2 separate regions of the Mus musculus genome follow, and region 1 is linked to region 2. Evidence: chromatin contacts called from public ChIA-PET data. All regions are on one chromosome and are shown on one strand. The core of a region is the stretch at or near the end of the contact, and the rest is flanking DNA. Distances in the headings are between cores, read along the strand shown. Region 1 has its middle 33 kb from the start of Gm40607. Region 2 has its middle 19 kb from the start of Gm51814.

Region 1 (4,916 bases), core at 1,725-4,224, 170 kb before region 2:
ATTTTCTGAGGAACTGCCCTACTGGTGATTCCCCCAGAAGTTCTTTTATTGTTGAGATTAGTTTTTGCTATCCTGGGTTTTTTGTTATTCCAAATGAATTTGAGAATTGCTTTTTCTAACTTTATGAAGAATTGAGTTGGAATTTTGATGGGGATTGCATTGAATCTGTAGATTGCTTTTGGTAGGATGGCCATTTTTACTATATTAATCCTGCCAATCCATGAGCATAGGAGATCTTTCCATTTTCTGAGATCTTCTTCGATTTCTTTCTTCAGAGACTTGACTCATTCACTTGTTTGGTTAGAGTCACACCAAGATATTGTTTGTGACTATTTTGAAGGATGTCCTTTCCCTAATTTCTTTCTCAGCCCATTTATCCTTTGAGTACAGGAAAGCTACTTATTTGTTTGAGTTAATTTTGTATCCATTTGATTTTATTTGATATTAGAATGACTACTTCAGCTTGTTTCTTGGAATCATTTTCTTGGAAAATTATTTTCCAGCTCTTTACTCTGAGGTTTTGTCTGTGTTTGACACTGAGGTGTGTTTCCTGTATGTAGCAAAATGCTGGGACCTTTTTACATATCCAGTCTGTTAGTCTATGTCTTTTTATTGGGGAAATGAGTTTATTGATGCTAAGAGATATTAAGGAATAGTGATTGTTGCTTCCTCTTATTTTTGATGTTATTTTTATGTTTGTGTGGCTATCTTTTTTTGGATTTGTTGAAAGAAGATTACTTTCTTGCTTTTTCTAGGGTGTAGTTTCCCTCCTTGTGTTGGAGTTTTCCATCTATTATCCTTTGTAGGGCTGGATTTGTGGAAAGATATTGTGAAAATTTGATTTTGTCATGGAATACCTTGTTTTCTCCATCTATGGTAATTGAGAGTTTTGCTGGGTATAGTAGCCTGGGCTGACATTTGTGTTCTCTTAGGGCCTGTATGACATCTGCCCAGGATCTTCTAGCTTTCATAGTTTCTGGTGAGGAAAAATATATTACTTGACATTTTTTCTTACCGCTTTTAATATTCTTTGTTTGGTGCATTTGGTGTTTTGACTATTATGTGATGGGAGGAATTTCTTTTCTGGTCCAATCTATTTGGAAGTTTATAGGCTTCTTACATGTTTATGTGCATCTTTTTCTTTAGGTTTTAAGCAAGTTTTCTTCTATAATTTTGTTAAAGATATTTACTGGCCCTTTAATTTGGGAATCTTCACTCTCTTCTATACCTACTATCCTTAGGTTTTGTGTTCTCATTGTGTCCTGGATTTCCTGGATGTTTTGGTTTAGGAGTTTTTTGCATTTTGCATTTTCTTTGTCTGTTTTGTCAATGTTTTTTATTGTATCTTCTGCACCTGAGATTCTTTCTTCTATCTCTTGTGTTCTGTTGGTGACGCTTGCATCTATGACTCCTGGTCTCTTTTCCAGATTTTCTATCTCCAGGGTTGTTTCCCCTTGTGATTTCATTATTGTTTCAATTTCCATTTTTAAATCCTGGATGGTTTTGTTCAATTCCTTCACCGGTTTGGTTATGTTTTCCTATAACTCTGTAAGGGATTTTTGAGTTTCTTCTTTAAGAGCTTCTACCTATTTACCTGTGTTTGACTGTATTTCTTTAAGAGAGTTCTTTATGTCCTTCTTAAATTTCCCTATTGTCATCATGAAATGTGATTTTAAATCAGAGTCTTGCTTTTCTGGTATGTTGGGGTATCCAGGGCTCACTGTGCTGGGAGAACTGGGTTCTGATGATGCCAAGTAGCCTTGGTTTCTATTGCTTATGTTCTTGCCCTTACCCCTCAACATCTGGTTATCTCTGATGTTAGCTGGTTTTGCTGTCTTTGACTGTGGCTTGTCCCTCCTGAAAGCCCATGTGTCAGTACTCCTGGGAGACCAGTTCTCTCTGGGAGGAATTTAGGTATGGAGAGCTGTGGCACAGGGTCAGCTCTGAGATGCAGATAGAAACTGTCTCTGCCTGTTCCTTGGTTCCTGTGTCCTGATGGCTCTGGGTGGGTCCCTCTTGGGTCAAGAATTTGAGCAAAAGGGGTGGTTTTACCTGTGCTCACAGATGTTTGGGCACTCCTGGGAGACCAGCTTTCTCCTGGCATTATTTGGATATGGAGAGCTGTGGCACAGTATCAGCTCCTGCTGCAGACTGAAACTGAAAGGATCCTGTCCCAGGCTGTCCAGCATATACTCTTAACCACTGAGTATCTCTCCAGCTTCACGTATAAAACTTTCAAAAGAAGGTGTATGTAATACATAGGAAAGATGGTCTTACAGGAACATTTAGGTGTTACAGCCATACTGGTTTCTAATAATGCTGTGGGATAGACTCAGGTCATCATGCAGGGCAAGTGTAATCAGCCTGTACTTTGGGGCCTCCAGAGAAGAGGCATGTAAGGAGCTCTTACAAAGGCTCTAAATCTATCTCTGTACAAAACGCTGTCTACGATGGAGTAACTTGCACGTGTACACTCACATGTCTCTTGGCAATAGGAGAGCCTTCGGAGAAATTTGCAGTTAAGTTTGCTGTCTTGCCATGGTGCAAATGCACATCTGAACTCACACAGACCTAAGTGGTAAAGGCCTAAGTACCACACGCCTGTATGTACAGACCCATCACTCACTCAGTTTCAGACTGTAAATGATTCTGAAGTCATTAAGAACTACCCAGAGCTTGCAGCAAACACATTATCATAGTTCCATCTAGCCTTTTCAGTGAACATTACAAACAAGCCTTTCGCTCTTGATCATCATAGTGGCTAGAGGAAAAGGGCTTCACTATTTGTAATCTACACAGGTCACTGATACTATCTCCATAGCTGATAGTTTCTTCTGGGATGTTGCTGCTGTCACTGCCTTCATGAAGCAGATTTTTAAATAGCTGTTATCATTTTGCTCCTGTTCTTGGAGGGTCACAGCTGAAGTAGACCATGACACGCCCACCTGATGAGCAATGCAAACCACTGATTTTTACTTTCAGTTTTGTTTTCAGTTCACTCCATGGGTCTCTTACTGGCAATGTTAGCAGCCAGTTTCTGTGTCATGATGAAGAAACTAATGTGAGACCAAATTAGACACATGTGAAAATAATGTCCTCAAGCTATGTGGTGACACCACAAACCCGAAGCTGCTGCCTGCCACTGTCATGAGTGTGGTCTGTCTCTGACAGAAATGACATTATGTGATGTACAGTTGTTCTCAGTACTCCATTTCATAAATATGTGCAAGTGCTGTGAATAAAGCTATAGTATAATTCATCTAAAACCTTTATGGATGTTGTGGCACTTCCAAATATTGTGAACTTGTCTATTAATACGTATTGACAATTTAGGTGGCACAGAAAAGGTCGGTGTGCTGAAGTAAATGGGAGTCTCTGAAGGGAACTGAAGAGAGGAGAAATGCTCTGACCCACTGGCTCAAGCTATGGAGGCTTGCTTCCTGGCTGATGGTCTCTAGAGGTGACACCTGAATCTTGAAAATACTTCATGAGGTCTGGGTTTGAGATTCCAGAAGTGTGTCCCGGAAATACGTCATGAAGACTAGGTTCTGAAAGACTGTTCTCTTCGTTGCTTCTAGCCCCATTCCCTTTGCTTCTTGTCCCACAGTGGTGTGAGGACCCTCTGTTACTCATTCCCACCACACTGTTCTACACTGTCTCTGAAGGACTGAAACCATATGAAGGGAGTCAAAATACAAATTTCCTCCCTTGTTGCTTTTCTCAAGAATTTTTTTTTCACAACAAGGAAAGAGCAACTTATGAAGACAGAGGAAAACATTGCTGCTGTTTTGTTTTGTTTTGTTTTTCAGAAAACAAGCACCTGTGTTTGATATCCCTTAGATGGTGTCTGTTGAGAATTAGTGAGTGTTACTGTTAAAAAAGAGGAGTCTATCTTGCAGCCTGACTGGAACCTGAGCTGACCCATCCCTGAGTGTCAGCCTTCTTAATTACATGCTTGAAATAAAAAGTTAATACCACTGAGGTAGATAATTCTAAACTAACTTTAGAAACATTCTATGTTTAATAGCTGGTTACATTTACTAGAAACAACACACAATTAATAATGTAATTACAGGTCACCTCACTAAAGCAATATATTTTATGAGGAAGTCTTTTCGGTTTGTTAGAGTAAATTGTATGCGTTAAGCAAATTTCAAAGAATTAATATATCAGGATTATATATTATAAGCAATAAAATTATGTTTTAAAATATCAGGTGAAAAGAGTCAATGGATTTCATATATACAGATAAAAACCAGCTTAAAAATACTTTTAAAAACTTTCATTTACAATGGAATTAAGAGATTAAATACTTGAGAATAAAAATAAGAAAACAAGGGGATGGAGAGAGAGCTCAACAGTGACAGCATGGGCTGTTCTTTCAGAGGCCCTAAGTGTCTTCCTGGCCCCCACGCTGACGGGCTCAGCTGTCTGTACCCCAGTTCCAAGGGATCTAGTGACTTAAGTCTGAAGATTTAGTGAAATTCCAATAAAACAAGTCCCTGCTCACTTCAAATGCTTCAACTCGATAAATGAACACTATTGTTCGCATGGAAAACTACACATGCTAGGAAAACACTGAGAAAGAAGAGACGTGAGGTGGAGTGTGGTGGAGATCGCAGCCCAGCCCTGACCTTCAACCACAGCACAGCCTTTGTCTTGAACACAAAGCGTCATCAGCACATGAACAGAAGGAATGCAAAGCTCACGGATAGAACGTCTAGAGCGTGGTGGGGGGTGGGGTGGGGCGGGGCGTGTTTATCCTGAGTCTTTTAGGTACAGATGGAGCTTGTTCTCTGATTAAGAAACAGTTTCCTTTATTTTCATCTTTTAATAAATGATACTTAATCTTATCAAACTGTAGTAAGTGGCATTATTTCTTTTTGGTGCAAGATTTTTGATGAAAGACTTTAATG
Region 2 (4,586 bases), core at 820-3,319:
GGGGATTCCAAAGTATTACTAGCCATAAAGGAACTCCCCATCTCAATGAACCACAGCTCCCAATAAGAAATGAGCAACTTATGATAGTGAAAATGGGACATTCTAGAGGAATTAACAAAGAGTAAAGCCAAATCAAATCTGTTAAATGCATTACTGACCATATTAGGAAAAGACACACAGGTGACAGACAAAAGGCTTTACAAGAAACGAACTGCATAATGTTTTTTTGGAAAACCTACTTAACAAAGTGCTTGTTATCACTTTTTCCTAATAGGACATGGTGGAAGAGAGTACATTTTTTTTCAACTACAACAAGGATGGATTATTCTAGTGTGGGGTTCAAAATTAACCAGAGGCATGTCTTAGTTAGAGTCAAGTTTCATAAACATTTACACACACTTATTGTGTGCCACCTTGTGCTAAGAAATATTAATGATCTGTCAAAGCAAGGTCTTTTCCTTCAGATATCCTACTATTCAGCAGACAAGTCCATACTATAGTCACAGGAATTTTAAGTACTGCATGGGGTATCATGTCCCTCTTAATACTCTGTTCTATCTTCAGCATGTATGAGATGGTCAGGGATGAGTGACGTCTTCATCTCATCCAAATATTTCTTCAGTATCAGCTGTTATGTGTGGTTGCATATTTATTTTTTAACAACCTATTTCAGGTAGAGGCACAAATCCATATGCTGATCATGCAACAAATAGAGTGCCTGGCACCTAGATAATACAATGTACTTACCTTCAACCCATATGTTTAAACCTTAAGAGGCAACAGAACGGTCAGGACCAGGAAGGAGTCTCTCTGAAAATGCCAAGAGTACTGCTCAGAGCAACAGAGGCCTAAGGTTAGAGTTGATACAAGCAACACTTCCCCAGGTGCTGCTTATCATGCTGAGTGCACAAAGTGAAAATAGTACCAGGCTTCACGCAAGTTGTATTTTTAGAAAGAAAATCACATAGAAAATGCTCGAACTTTTCAGATTCAAAATTCCCAAGTGGAAGGACTAGGGACTTTCTGAAGGGAATTGAACAGCTCGGCTTTATGATCCGACTTTATTTGATCAGCATGTAAAAAGCAAACAAACTCACCTGGTGATATAGTTAGGTAATATACCGAAATCACCTCTGTATGTTCGTAAATTCATGAGTGACATCAAGTAGTGACCTGCAGCACCTGTGGCTTCTGCTGCCTTTACCTCCACTTGCAGGGCAGGACTCCCCGGACTCCTCATAAAACACTGAACTGAGCGAATTCTGGACAAAGAGGGGGCAGGAATTTGAAAGGAGGAAAGAAAAGAGGGGGGGGGAGGGGAAGGAAGTAGAGGAAAAGAGGGATCCTGAGAGAGAAGGATTGGTGAAAAAAGAGAGAGTAAACTCTGTGGGCATCAGTATGGGGAAGCTGGGATTGTAAGTAGAGGGATTTGTGAAACTTTTAGGACTAAATTTGATATCAGGAGTTAAAATGAACCCATTTAGTATTTCCTAAACTTGCCTACTTATAAGAATAAAAATCTGCCTTGTCAGATGGTTTGCTCTGTTAAATGTTTGTTATACCAGCATGAGGACCTCAGTTGTAATCTGAAAACTGGTTGGTAGAGACAGGAGGTCTCTTGCTGCCTGACCTGTCTATCCAGTTGGTAAGCTCTGAGTTCAGTAAAAGACCTTATCGAGAGAGAGAGAGAGAGAGAGAGAGAGAGAGAGAGAGAGAGAGAGAGAGAGAGAGAGAGAGAGAGAGAGAGAGAGAGAGAGAGAGAGAGAGAGACAGAGCGAGAGAGACAGAGACAGAGACAGAGAGAGAGCGCATGCATTACAAGAGTTAGTTCAATTTTCTGATTTGAAAGAATTCTAACAATCTCTACTGTTCACAAACAGGCCTTGCTAATTTGTATCATCAAGGAGGCTGACCTAATTGATTCACTGTGTTCCAGTGTGTACTACTCAGCTTGTCTGATTGATGTCGTTCTCTCACAGTGATTTTCTCTTTAAGTCCTGTAGGGAGTGGCTCTTGGTGGTAAAATCCTGTTTCCCAATTGGTTCTTGATCTATCAATAAAGATGCCAGGGGCCAATTGCTGGGCAGAAGGAAAGAGGCGGGACTTCCATGTCCCCTGCAGTAGAAGCTAAAGATATGCAATGAGAGGAAGAGAGATTTTGCCATGCTTCAGAGGGAGAAAAGGCCATCAGCCATGTGAGATCTAGGGTGAAGTGGCCATTAGCTACTTCCCCAACTGGGCCTGGGGTAGGAACTAAAGCTGAGGGCAGATTTAGGGTGCTAAGAGTATTGGAAAAGGCAATCTAGCCATGGGAGATTAGAAGCACCCAGCAACTGAGCCAATAAGGCAGGTTGAAAAATAAGCGTGTGTGTGTGTGTGTGTGTGTTTCATCCGAGGATCCAAGAGAACCTGGGTGGGGCTGATAACACAGTCCACCCAGAGCTTAAAGCAGGGTAGCAAAAATTACATGCTACAAAGCCCTGTCCTGCACTTCTCTACATTTTCCCTCTTGGAGTCTCATTTACATAACATTATACATGTATGGTGGCAAAACCACTGAATTTTGTAGTCTGAATGCCTGCCAGAACACTAGTCCATGCCACCCTAGGTAGTCAAAATGCTTAAGCTTCTGTGAAAAGCTATGTCCATTGTCAGAACTGTTAGAACTTTGGAAAGAGAAAGTGATTTTATCAAGAAAACCTAAAAAGCAAAACCAAACAAAATCTTGAGTCACGGAATATGCCTGATGTCTGGAGTCAGAGAATATACCCAAGGAAATAAAAAATCTCACGTTCGCAGTCCTACAGACTCAGAAGATATATGCCTGCCTTGAAAGAGGTTGTTTTCCACGTGGAAGTTTTCATGTATTATGGGTGACATTCCTGTATGTTGGTGCCTGGCTGCATTAGTCAGATCTCACTCTAGTGACACCCCTGAGGCAATTAACTCACAAAGAGAAAAGTTGTCCTGGCTCACAGCTTTTGTGGCTTTGGCCACATTTAGTTCTCACTATTGCTTTGGGACTGTGGAAGTATCAAGTGGTGGCTGGAGTGTACAACCGAGCAAAACCACTCCCTTCACCATCCAGAAAGGAAAGGCAGAGAAAGGGGAGCACGGTCTATATCCTCAGTGATCTTATGGCTTCCTACTACGCGTCACATCACAGAGGCTCAGTGATCAATGGTGCTGCTCAGGGACTAAGCAGCTAACACTGGGTCTGTGGAAAAACACTGATGATCCTAACTAAAGCCCTGCGTGTGTAAATTCACTACTCCAGGTTACTACTTTCTTACTACGTGAAGAAATTTACACATTGTTTTATTTGTATGCTTTCCATAACTAGCCAAGTGCTTTGCCTGTACCACTGTGCTGTTGTTGAACTAGTAGTACGCATGGACTTATAAAAGACAGAACCTTAATCCTTACCTTTAAGGAAATTATAGTTAAGTGGAGTAATAGACATGTGACTAAATATATATCATGCTAAAATGTACATATGTTTAAAGATTCTCTAAGAACGTTGAGAAGCATATGATGAGTAGACAGAAAAGTTGTTTGTAGAGAGATGACATGTGTATGCATGTGTGTGTGTGTGTGTATGTATGTGTGTGTACACCTGTGTGTGTGTGTGTGTATTGCATGTGTGTGTCTGTGTGTATGTGTGTGTGCGCATGCACCTTTGTGCATGTGTGTGCACGTGTTTGCACATGTATGTGTGTATGTGTATATGTGTGTGTGCATGTGTGTGTGTTGCTTCAATCACACCCAGGGCCACTCACATGTTAGAAAAGCACTGTACCACCAAGCCACGTCTACAACACTGGCTATGTTTAGTTGGATAAATATAATGACACTAAGGAGTATATTTCTTATCACTTTATGTACTTGTTTTCTTCAGTCTCATCCATTCTCAGGCTATAAAAACAAATGTGTGCATATAAGGAAGTTAAAATATTAATGTGTATCACTGACTGTCTAAAAATTATTAACTTTTGACTATTTGAAGCCTGAAGTACAGTTTCTTATAAAAGTAAAATGATGAAATACTATTAGATTTCTTTTTTTTTTTTAAGAATAGCTCAGTTAGTACACAACACTGCTGCTATACTATAGTTACATAATAATAGAGCAACTGAACTAGAAATGTGTTGCATGTCGTTTTGCTCTACAACTTTTTGTCCCGGGATTGGCCACCCTCTGGAGCCCCCACCCGGCTTCCTTTTTGTTCCACTCCTCTTTGCTCTGAGAAGTGATCATGCTACCAATCCTCTTCCAGCTCCCCTGAATCTGAGGAACACACACACACACACACACACACACACACGCGGTTTGTTACTTTATAACTTGCCTTCTAGGCACAATTGCTGGATGCTACTATCTCCTGCCTGAAAAGGCGTGCTCTTACCAGTTTATTATCTCTGTCTCTCCACTTGCCCTAAACATCAGTGGCTAGTCCTACCTAGCCCCTGCCAAACGTCTGGGCCACCCACCTGTAACAGAGGCCACAGGCACCAGAGCTCCACCACCACTACCACCACAACCAAGACCTCACATGGTTGTTGTGTTCTTCCTCCAAATTATGGCAG

What was found. ChIA-PET counts read pairs in DNA pulled down with a chosen protein or histone mark.
Region 1: a contact with region 2 is called in an RNA polymerase II ChIA-PET map of effector CD8 T cells, with 42 read pairs. The contact joins two enhancer-like sites. A contact is called at or near these places in 1 of 15 datasets of contacts at CTCF or cohesin (the NIH/3T3 cell line) and 6 of 115 datasets of contacts at active chromatin or transcription factors (bone marrow-derived macrophages, effector CD8 T cells, embryonic stem cells and 3 more).

Annotation. Positions count from the first base shown.
Region 1 is chr10:19,208,024-19,212,939 of GRCm38.p6, reverse strand. No RefSeq gene overlaps it. Among named protein-coding and RNA genes, the nearest start is that of Gm40607, 33 kb to the left of the region's middle. Within about 2 kb of position 2,974, at least 57 of the 459 cell types and tissues checked have an H3K27ac peak or open chromatin away from gene starts, as enhancers often do. A contact at or near this core is called in effector CD8 T cells, where this site is marked.
Region 2 is chr10:19,041,559-19,046,144 of GRCm38.p6, reverse strand. No RefSeq gene overlaps it. Among named protein-coding and RNA genes, the nearest start is that of Gm51814, 19 kb to the left of the region's middle. Within about 2 kb of position 2,069, at least 133 of the 459 cell types and tissues checked have an H3K27ac peak or open chromatin away from gene starts, as enhancers often do. A contact at or near this core is called in effector CD8 T cells, where this site is marked.